Regions from separate parts of the Callithrix jacchus genome. Here all the other regions are linked to region 1. Evidence: chromatin contacts called from public Hi-C data. All regions are on one chromosome and are shown on one strand. The core of a region is the stretch at or near the end of the contact, and the rest is flanking DNA. Distances in the headings are between cores, read along the strand shown. Region 1 has its middle 54 kb from the start of CAPZA2. Region 2 overlaps LOC128928430 (a long non-coding RNA gene). Region 3 holds the start of MET (MET proto-oncogene, receptor tyrosine kinase).

Region 1 (3,592 bases), core at 761-3,260:
TTTTTCTTCACATTCAATTTTTATAAGAAAAAAGGTCTCTACCCTTTGAAACAACAGCATTATTGCAGTGACTATTAGGTCATATCTACATGGCCCAAAAGAAAATGTTGGAAAGAAAATTAACTAGTTCATAAGGGTACAGGCAACATTATTTTTAAAAGGAAATGGTTCTTCATACATAGAAAGAATAATAAATGGGAGCAAAAGAAATGTGAGTTAGGCAATTATTTAAATAATTCTAATTTTAAAACTCTGTGGAGTTCAGGTAAAATCATTTAGAGGGAACACAATTAACCAAATCATTATGGAAATTCTTCACTTTTTTTAGCTAAAATTGCTCTTTCTTGCTTTAATACCAGAGAAGACCTGAATCCTGGTTGACTGGCAGTGAGGAGTTGTATTTAAAGAACAAAGGTTTGAGGCAAGTTAGGACCAGGTTCCTGCCTCAACTCTGTCATCTACTCATCATTTGCCCATCAGCAAATTTCCTTTTTCATTTATTTGATTTAAAAATACTGTTGGGAGCCTTCTACAAGATAGGTGCTATTGTAAAGAAAGAAGATACAGTAGGCAATATACTAACCAAGACTGTTGCTCCCCAGGGGCATTTATTCCAAAGCAGGGAAAAAGAAAGACAGACAAAAGGCAGGGAGAGGGAAGAAAAAAGGGAGAAAAGGAGAAAGGGAAAAAAAGCAGAAAAAAGAGAAAGATGACAGATAAACAATAAAACTATCAACATTTGGTGGTATGAAGCCATGGAACCTGGAGGCTATCTAGGGATAGATGCCAGAAAGAGCCAAGGATACAGCCTTAGGGCACTACAGTGTGTAGAAGTCAGAAAGGTGAGACTGAAGAGCCCATAAAATGCTAGGTTATCACTCTGTCCCCCAGGCTGGAATGCAATGGCTCCATCATGGCTCACTGCAGCCTCCACCTCTTGCGTTCAAGCAGTTCTCCTGCCTCAGCCTCCCAAGTAGCTGGGATTACAGGTACACACCACCACGCCCAGCTAAATTTTTTTTTTTTTTTTGGAGATTGAGTCATACTCTATTGCCCAGACTAGGCTCACTGCAACCTCCGCCTCTCTGGTTCAAGCGATTCTTGTGCCTCAGCCACCTGAGTGGCTGGGATTACAGATGCGTGCTACCACCCCCAGCTAATTTTTGTATTTTTACTAGAGATCGTGTTTTGCCATGTTGGCCAGGTTGGTCTTGAACTCCTGGCTTCAAGTGATCTTCCCACCTTAACCTTCCAAAGTGCTAGGATTACAGGCGTGAGCCACTGCACCTGACTGATTTTTCTAAAATTATGTACATTTTGCTTCTAGCCTATTAAAGATACCAACAAATGTTTTTTTCTTCATTTTTTAAAAAATTATCTCCCTCCTCACCAACTCCCACGATGTAAATATAATTAATCTCTGGTTCTAAAAAAAAGACAACTGAGCCACTGTATACCAAAGGAATAAAAAACTAACACTTCCTTTGCTCAATTTATCTAGGCCCGCTCTGAATGTATTGAGTGAGCAAAGATCATACAATATCAAATCATTATAGATCACAACTAGCAATCCCAAATGACAAGTCCTCTGTTCTTCGGAATTTCATTTCATTCAAATTGTTCTAAAGTTTGCATCCTAAATTATACAAATTTTATCCACTACTGTCTTCTATTTTAAAGAGGGAAAATTTTGCAATCTTTATTTACCTGTCCCCTTTAAACATCCAGTGCTAACACTTGGACGAAAGCATTTATCATTATCATAATTAGAGACAGTCCCTAAAAGCAAAAAAAGCAATAACCCACAATTAATCTAGAGTGTGTATATCAGAATTAGGTTCAGAAAATCCCAAAACAACTGTACCTTACAGGAGATGAGATTTTTTCTCTTACACAAAACAGGTTGGAGGATGGGCAGTTGGGGGCTGGTATAGAGGCTGCAAGATGTTGGCAGGGACCCAGGCTCCCATCCTTCTACTCCACCATGCCAAGGCATGCCTTCTATCCTCAAGGTCACCTTGTGGTCCAGATGGCTTCCTGCCCCTCAAGAAGGAGGGGGAAAGCCTGAGTCAACACACTTTATGAACCTTCCTTATAATAGAAGGGGTTGAGGAAGGTTGTGTGGTGAAAGAAGATGCTTCTGAATTGGGCCCAGAGAGATAGGTAAGAAAAGGACATTCTCCACAGAGTGGATCATATTGGCAAAGAAGTCAGAAAAGTACAAGCATGGTTAAGGAACAAGATATATTAATTTGAATATAATAATATTTCGGAAAAATAGTAATGTGTCTGTTGATGAAGAGCCTTGGTGTACAATTGACTATAAGCCTCCCCACTCCCCACCTATAAGAGAATGATTCTCTTATTTCCTCATGATCTGGGGAAGCAGGTTTGGAAATTCAGGGATAGGGTCGAGTAATAGGAAAATATAATCAGAATAAAAGAAGATGAGTTTTTTGTTATTTTGGGCTGCCAGCCCCTGAGCTCTGGCGGCGCCAACACACCCCTTTCCGGGAGCAAGTCCACCCAGAACACTTCATGCCCATGGACGTGCTGCAATACTGTGCATTTAGTTCTCTCTCCTGGAGGAACACAGCCCACGGGCTGGCGCACAGTAAGCACTACAGAGATATTGCGGATCGAGACTATAAAAACTAGGGTGCAAGCTCCGGGAGTGTAGAGAGCACCCGAATCAAGACGCCCCTTTAATAACACTCTAAGGTGTTAGGAAATGGGGAAAAAGGAGAGGCTTTCAAAACAGAGGGGCAACAAAATCAGAACTATTATTTGGAATAATAACTCTAACAGCAATAATTGGAAGAGGAAATATCTTAAAAGGTCAACTAGGAGACTATTTCAATCACACAGGAGCGTCTAGATAACTAAAACAGAAACAACAGTTGTATTGAAGGAGATTGGCAAGAGGTCAGCATCCCATAATCACGTTGCACTATTGCTTTGTTTGATTGTATTTGATGGCATGATTGTTTACAACCCTCAACTTTCTTCCCAGCTTTATCATCAGTGTTACTTTAGAATAATGAAGCCTGTTCTATCCATTAACTCCACTAACATTTGATCTCCCTATAGGTTGAGGTTAAAAATTAATTACTCTTCCAACATATTGATTACATGACTATAAATACAAAAACAGAACTACAAAGCAACTAAGGGACCTTTTGTTTAAATAGCATGTTTGCTCTTTTTAAAGGAGGTAATTGATGGCAAAGGACTTTGGAACGGGAGGAACATGCTAGAAAAGCAACCCTTGAGTGCCATCTAGTGTTGACAACACATTTAAATGTAGTGTATCAAAGAAGGGTCTGGTTTCTTACACTGCAGTGACTTATTGTTGAAAGTAGGCAATGTTTGAATAGTAAAAACTAAACTTACACTGCTTTTGTTGTTTGCCACCCGGGTATTAACATGAATCTTCATTTTTGAACTACAGTGGGAGGAAGGCTTCATTTCAGCTTCTAGATCAAGGTGCGTTCACAGAATTGGAGGGCATTGAGTTCAGCTTTGCCTCATCCTTCATACAACTCTTTCTTTTTGTCATCCCAGGAAAAGGTTAGCCCTAAGGAAAAGCTAG
Region 2 (3,592 bases), core at 275-2,774, 220 kb before region 1:
TTAGGAAACAAAGTGACTGGAAATCCGAAATTGATTGCATCTTCAAACTTCTTTTAAGTTTGACCCCAAAAGAAGAATGAAGTTTCTCTGAAACTCCTGCATCCACTGACAGGAATTGGAGTCTTAGTCAATTTGCCTGAAGTTAGATCTTTGTGACACCTGATTTTCTTAATTATAGATAGGCCATGTTCTGGGAGCACTATACAATATTTGGTTTGCAGGTCCAGAGTTGTGAGAAGAGGTTGTGGCACTAGGGGCCTGGTGGATTCCATTGTTTTGCCTAAAAATCAATGTTAATGGATGGTTGCGTGAACCACGCAAAGTGTGGAGGTTTCTACTTTCTTAGTAGAAGAAAGAGGTTTGTAGAGGTTCTCTGGAGAAATAACAAGAGGAATTACCTACATAAGAATGGTAAACAGGCTTATACATAACTCATGTAGGCATGTATAACTAATACATTTTCCCCAAGGACATGGTAAACTTTTCCCATCTCAAGTAAAACCTCTAAATCTAGGTTCTGGGTCTGGCTCTTTTCGCAGGGTAAAGGCATGGAGTTGGATGAAAAAGGTCTTTTTCTTAAGGCAGGGTAACTTTTATAAGACAAGAATTCCAGAAGGGGCCAGGGCTCAATGTTGATCTAGCCCAGATGCAAAGGACAGGTACAAAGTCGGGCACACCCAGCCTCATGTGCGCAGAGGACATGACAGCTGGAACCGATGTCAAGAGGTAACAGACTGTCCAGGGGCATTCGTCCTGACCATGTATATCTAAACCTCTCTGATTTATTCATGGTCAGTAGCAAAAAGAAGGAAGCAACAGCACACAGTCGTACTCACAGCAACCACCCGGGAACCTTTTCTCACTGCTGCCCACCTTACTTTTAGTTCCTGACTTCCCCAGCTCTGCCTGCCTTCTGAACTTTCACCTTCATGAAAGGTAGAATTCAGGAGCTATTAGAAAGCCAGGTTCATAAACTATGGTGGTTCCAAAACCCCAGGTACACATTAAAATCACCTGGGGATTTTATAAGAATCCCATTGCCCAGGCCATATCCTAAGCCAATTACATTAGGGTTTCTAGGCATAGGACCAGGTATCAGTCTGTTTTCAAGCTCCGAGGGCCACTGAGTTACTATCAGATGGTTTGAGCTCGAAGTCCAGTATAAACAATTACCTCTTCTCTCTCTCTCTATCTCAGTATTCTCATCTGTAAAATGGTGATCATTATAGTGTCTAATTTATACGATTGCAAGGATTGAGTTCATTCACATAAAAATATCAGCACAGTTCTTAAATGCTGGTTCTTAGCACCCAGTTTCCTCTTCTTGACTTTCCAGTTTTGAATTTCAATGCCTTCCAAATTCTTAGCTTTTTCTCGTCCTCCCCGTCCTCCCCTATCAGTTGTTGTAGGTATGCTCTGGGGATAGGCTATAGAGTTGGCACCCTGACCAGGATCGCCCCTGCCACTGAGGGCCACTGGACAGGACTTGAAGGGTTAAACACAAAGGAAACACTGACAGAGGGTGGTAACAGAGAGGGTGCAAACTGTCCTAAACTGCCCCAGGACTGAGGTATTTCCCAGGATACAGGACTTTGAGAGCTGAAACCAGGACAGCCCTGGTAATCCAGAACAGTTGTTAGCTCTAACTGGAACAGACAGTCCAGGAAATCAATGCAGGCAGGAGTTATCTTTAGGAACATCAATGAGCAGGAAGTCAGGGTCTCAAGGTTAGACTCCACCCCAGAGAAGGATAAAGTGAAAGAAGACAAGAAACTGCAAGAGCAAGGCAGGACCCCAGCCCCCACAGCCCCCAGACCCTGCCTCATTCTTTTGTATGGCTGCCTAGTATCCTAGTATTCCATGGTGTGTGGGTATATATATATATACACCATATTTATTCAGTCTGTCATTAATGGGCATTTGGGTTGGTTCCAAGTCTTTGCTATTCTAAATAGTGCTGCAATAAACATAACAAACAATAGTGTGCATGTATACCTATGTTACAAACCTGCACATGTATCCCAGAACTTAAAGTAAACTAAAAAAAGAAAAGGCATTAGAACAACAACAACAATAACAAAAGAAGTTTAATAGGCTTACAGTTCCACATGGCTAAGGAGGCTTCACAATCATGGCGGAAGGTGAAAGGTGCTTACTTCCTACATGACTGCAGCAAGAGTGAGCTCGTGCAGGGAAACTCTCCCTTATAGAACCATTGGATCTCATGAGATTTATTCATTCTCATGAAAACAGCACAGAAAATACCTGCCCCTATGATTCAATTACCTCCCACTGGGCCCCTCCCAACACATGTGGAAATTGTGGGAGTTACAATTCAAGATGAGATTTGGGTAGGGACACAGCCAGACCACATCAACATATATTCTGATACATGCTATGACATAGGTGAACCTTGAGGATCTTGTGCTAAGTGAAATACCTCAGTTCTGGGGCAGTTTAGGACAGTCATTTCATCAGGAGCAGGCTCTCCCCCACCCCCGAACCAGTGGCCTCACTACCTCCTGCAGCCGCGCACTTGCTTATTTCTGGCCTGACAAAAAGCCCAGTGGATGCTCTGAGTGCATCAACTCTTGGAAACAATGATTCTTCCTCTCTGCTCCCCAGTGGAGTAGGATGGGTTATCTTGCCTAAGTTTTTTGAGGCACACAAGAACAACCACAAAGGCAGAGGTTCCCTGGGAACTTCCTCTCCTTTAGGGAAAAACAAAATCAATTCTCTCTCTCTCTTCCTTCCTCCCGAAGCCTCCCCACTGCCCTCCACATTTTTCACGTTGACAAATCAGATTGGAAGCCTGTATGACAGCCACTTTTCAGTATTTAACAAGAACTCTCCCTACAGCATCTACAAGTTACGTCTTCAACACACAAGCACGGTTTCTAGGAGGACAAGCATCGTCTAGGATGTTGCTGCTCATATTAGAAAGGGCAGCATCTGTCCTCAAATCACACCCTCCAGTCTGCCTCTCTCTCACAAATCAAGAAAACCTACAGAAAATTGGCTTATTGCATTTATCATTCCACCGTTTGAGGAAGTTTTAAGTTAATAATTTCCTTTAATTGTGCCAAAATCTTCTTCAAACACAATGAATAAAATAGGCAGATATAGGTTTTATTTCCATTGGTTCTCTGAGGCTAAAAATGAAGAAGCCAGTAACTTAATGCTAACTTTTAATCTCATTGTGTGAGACCTTATCAATGTTTCCAAAATGCATGTTTAAAAAATAGCTGCCCTTAGGGTTTCAGAAGTTGTTCTGTGAATTCTAGTGCATGCACTGCCATCTACTGGACATTTACAATGCAAAGCTAACTAAGATCTGTAGAAATAAGTGCTTTTAATCACTGAAGGCTCTGTAGAATAATTCTCAGCAAACTGACACAAGAACAGAAAATCAAACACCGCATGTTCTCACTCATAGGGGGGTGATGAACAATGAGAACACATGGACATATGGAGGGGAGCATCACACACTGGGGGCTGTTGGGGGGGCCAAGGGAGGGACAGCGGGGTGGCAGGGTCAGGGAGGGATAACATGGGGAGAAATGCCAGATGTAGGTGACAGGGGAATGGAGGA
Region 3 (3,592 bases), core at 299-2,798, 130 kb before region 1:
TACTAACCAGCCATGTGACTCTCTCTTAGAAACTCAGTTTCTTCATCTGCAAAATGGTTCAATGCAAGACTTTAGTAATGTAATGGGAAATTTCCTTTTCCATAAAATTGGGGAATCACAAGGTTAATCACTTTTGAGAATTGAAATCACTCGTGGTTTTTTGTTGTTGTTGTTGTTGTTGTTTGCTTGTTTGTTTTTGAGACAGAGTCTCGCTTTGTCGCCCAGGCTGGAGTGCAGTGGCGTGATCTCGGCTCACTGCAACCTCCACCTCCCTGGTTCAAGCAATTCTCCTACCTCAGCCTCCCAAATAGCTGGGATTACAGGCACACACCACCACGCCCGGCTAATTTTTTTGTATTTTTAGTAAAGACGGGATTACACCAAGTTAGCCAGACTGGTCTGGAACTCCTGACCTCAGGCAATCCGCCCGCCTCAGCCTCCCAAATTGCTGGTATTACCAGCGTGAAGCCTGGGATCACTCTTATATAACCTCTGATAATGTCTGGCACATAGTAAGCTCTTGAGAAATGGTATTTACTCTTACTATATTTTTCTATCTTTAATTCTGTAGTGAATAAGACCTGAACCTGCATAGTAACTGTTATTTTCACCCATTACTTTCAATAACGAAGAGATAGATCCACGTCTCATTAACTATTGCCATGATTGAACAAGCCTGCATGAGAGCCAGAACGAACTCAAGTTCTAACTGGCAATGCTCATTCCTTAGATCCTATTACCTTCGAGTGTTCATTTACTCTTGTAGGTCAGTGTCAACTTTTATAACGAAATATAAAATTATCCCAACACAATCCTAATAGAGTTCACCAAGGCCCCAAAAGCTCTTTTTTAAATATCATCATAAGATTTCAACATTCAAGAATTAAACTTTTGTTCTGTTTTGCTTGCTCATCGCTATTTGCTCAGTTATTTAATCAGCCTGCTTCCGGCTAAGAAAAAAAAAGTTGAAGAAATGGAAGTCTCCTCGGGGTGAAACTCCTGTGTTGTTCTTCCTTGCAGAAATCTGAGTTATTATAGTAGAGGATAATCGGTGCATAATGAAATTATTGGGACAATTCGTCCATCCACTCCTACCTCCGCCTCTAACAATGAACTCCTTGTTTCTGCCGTGCCCAAATCTCTCTATACCCGGTGGATGCCGGGCGGTTAGCGGAGACGTGGGAGAGGCCGAGAGCAGAGTTCGCGCCCTTCCCGGGGCCAGCGCGCGGGGTGCCAGGAGGGTGCGCACCCTGCCTCTGCGCGCCGGGTGACACTCGCCGCCCAAGCGCCAGGAGGGGGAGACTCGGTCCCGCTTATCTCTTGCTGAGCTAACTTCAGACCGCCTGAGCTGGGGGAGGAGAGCGCGCAGCCAGGGCGAGAAAAGTTCTCCACCTAGAAAGTTTCACCTTGTCGTGGGCGGGGCAGGGGCGGGGAGGAAACGCGACCCCCGCGGGGCCAGGCGCGGCGCGGACGGCAGGAAGGGCGGGGGCCGATTTCCCTCTGGGTGGTGCCAGTCCGCATCTCAGCGGTCCTTGGAACCCGCGGACTAGGCTGACCGACAGCGCGCGAGGCAGACAGACACGTGCTGGGGCGGGGGGGCGAGCGCCCTGGTCTGGTCGCCTGGAGGTGCCTCCCGCCCCGACGCGCCCGGGCCGCCGCGGGCCGCGCGCGCCGATGCCCGGCTGAGTCACTGGCCGGGCAGCGCGCGTGTGGGAAGGGGCGGAGGGAGAGCGGCCGGCGGGCGGGGCGCTGGGCTCCGCCGGGCCGCAGGTGACCCGAAGGCCCTCGCCTCCCGCGGCGCCCCGAGCGCTTTGTGAGCAAATGCGGAGCCGAGTGAAGGGCGCGAGCCAGATGCGGGGCGACAGCTGACTTGCTGCGAGGAGGCGGGGAGGCGCGGAGCGCGCGGGTGGTCCCTGCGCCGCTGACTTCTCCACGGGTTCCTGGGCACCGCAAGGTAAAACTACAGCCCCTCTTCAGATCCCGCACCCGACTCCTGGTCCCGGCGGTTCTGCTTTCTTTGTTCCCCTAAGAGACCTGACTGCTGTTCCAGGGGGCAAAACCACGGAGGTAGGAGAGAGTTTAGGAGCTTCGGAAACTGAAGAGACATGGCCAGGAGGAGGGCGAAACGAGAATGGGGCTTGTCGTTTTAGAGGGTTGCTTCTGATGGCCACCTGTGTGACTTAGGAGGGAGAGGGGCGCTGGGACAGCGGGTGATGTGTGACTGTTACGGCCCAGCAAGTTTTAAAGCTAGGATCTGACTCAGCCCTTACAAAAGGGATCCGGTCATCCTCGTCCCACCGTGATGCAGTCGGCAAGGTTTGAGCCGAGCTGTTTCCTTGTTCCCAGCCTTGCTTTATCTGTATTATGTTGGGGTCCTTCCAAGGGGCAGGTGTTTCTGTGAAAGTCTGAATTTTTCATTTCTGGCAATCACGCGGGGCTTGTGATCCATCCATTTTCCATGGTACCTTATCTCTTTATGGGGCTTGTGGAGGCCATCTATCTCATTAGGTGAAATAGATTATAACCAGAGGCTGGGCAATGTTGTCAGTCATAGTGCTAACCCGATAATTAAAGCACCAGTGAAGTACTTTCCCTGACTATTGTCAATGCAAAATTTACTCCGAGGTACTGTTTCCCATTCATTTCTTTTATGTTTTAAAAGAACCATTTGCTAATTTGGCAGTTGGAGAGGGCTCCAGTGGCTCATGCGTGAATAGTTGCCCAGTGTATTTTACCTTATCACGGTTTTATGTTCAAAGGAGCCCTCAGGCAGAATGAAATATTGTCAGCTCTCTTAGGCAAAATAATCAAGATACTTTAATTGCTATGTTAAGATGGTCCATGAATGTGAGAGGATTGTAAAAACTGACATTGGAGACAATATAGACTATCTGTACCCTCTCTTGAATTTTAAGAAGACTGTTCACATTCTGTAGCTTTGGGTGGAGGTTTATTCTGTCGCCAGACACATGCACATTGCCATGCAAATGAATTCAGAAAAACATTATATTCCCTTACAGCTAAACTATTATAGCTGACTAATGAATATTTTCTGCATGAAGATGATCTGAAAATGATGTACATCGTGTTCCTCTGTGCTATGGGGGCATAAATTGCATTTTTATGTACACAGTGTAAGTGGTGCTTGGATTATTTACAGGTACATAGCTTTTCTTCCTTGTTCTAAGCTAATTGAGCTTTGTTTTTAACATGTAAACTTCCATAATGGAACAGAAGTGAGGTACTTTGGTTCCTATCATTTGCAAGTCTGTGGTGTAGTCAATGCTGAATAACACAGGGAAAATTTACATCATTCATAAGAAAATTTTGTAGTACCAAAAATGTGTCTGATAGCCTAGAAAATGTACCGGTGTTTTAAAAATTCTATTCAGTTTTCAAACTTAATGGTGCATAAGTTATTAACGTAAAAATATTTTGCTTTTAACGTGATGGAATTTGTGGCATATAGAGGATGGTCTGCCGACTACTGCTTTTTCAAAATTGCTTTGTTCTTGATACATGGCAATAGAGGTTTACATTAGATGTATACTACATGCTTTCAAAATTAGTGGATGGAGTTTATCTTCATGAT

The links. A called contact is a pair of places that touch in the nucleus more often than the background predicts.
Region 2: a contact with region 1 is called in a Hi-C map of skeletal muscle, with 17 times the contacts expected there. The contact joins two enhancer-like sites. A contact is called at or near these places in 3 of 3 Hi-C or Micro-C datasets (induced pluripotent stem cells and skeletal muscle).
Region 3: a Hi-C map of skeletal muscle shows a contact between it and region 1, with 5 times the contacts expected there. The contact joins the promoter of MET here to the enhancer-like site in region 1. A contact is called at or near these places in 3 of 3 Hi-C or Micro-C datasets (induced pluripotent stem cells and skeletal muscle).

The regions. Positions count from the first base shown.
Region 1 is chr11:87,385,166-87,388,757 of calJac240_pri, forward strand. No RefSeq gene overlaps it. Among named protein-coding and RNA genes, the nearest start is that of CAPZA2, 54 kb to the right of the region's middle. Within about 2 kb of position 2,011, at least 6 of the 16 cell types and tissues checked have an H3K27ac peak or open chromatin away from gene starts, as enhancers often do. A contact at or near this core is called in skeletal muscle, where this site is marked.
Region 2 is chr11:87,168,092-87,171,683 of calJac240_pri, forward strand. The region is part of intron 2 of LOC128928430 (a long non-coding RNA gene); the gene reads right to left. Among named protein-coding and RNA genes, the nearest start is that of CAV1, 64 kb to the left of the region's middle. Within about 2 kb of position 1,525, at least 1 of the 16 cell types and tissues checked has an H3K27ac peak or open chromatin away from gene starts, as enhancers often do. A contact at or near this core is called in skeletal muscle, where this site is marked.
Region 3 is chr11:87,253,929-87,257,520 of calJac240_pri, forward strand. It overlaps MET (MET proto-oncogene, receptor tyrosine kinase), which reads left to right and starts at 1,549. Exons shown (of 21, transcript XM_078343250.1): 1 at 1,549-1,954. All of the region lies in intron 1 of LOC128928430 (a long non-coding RNA gene), which reads right to left.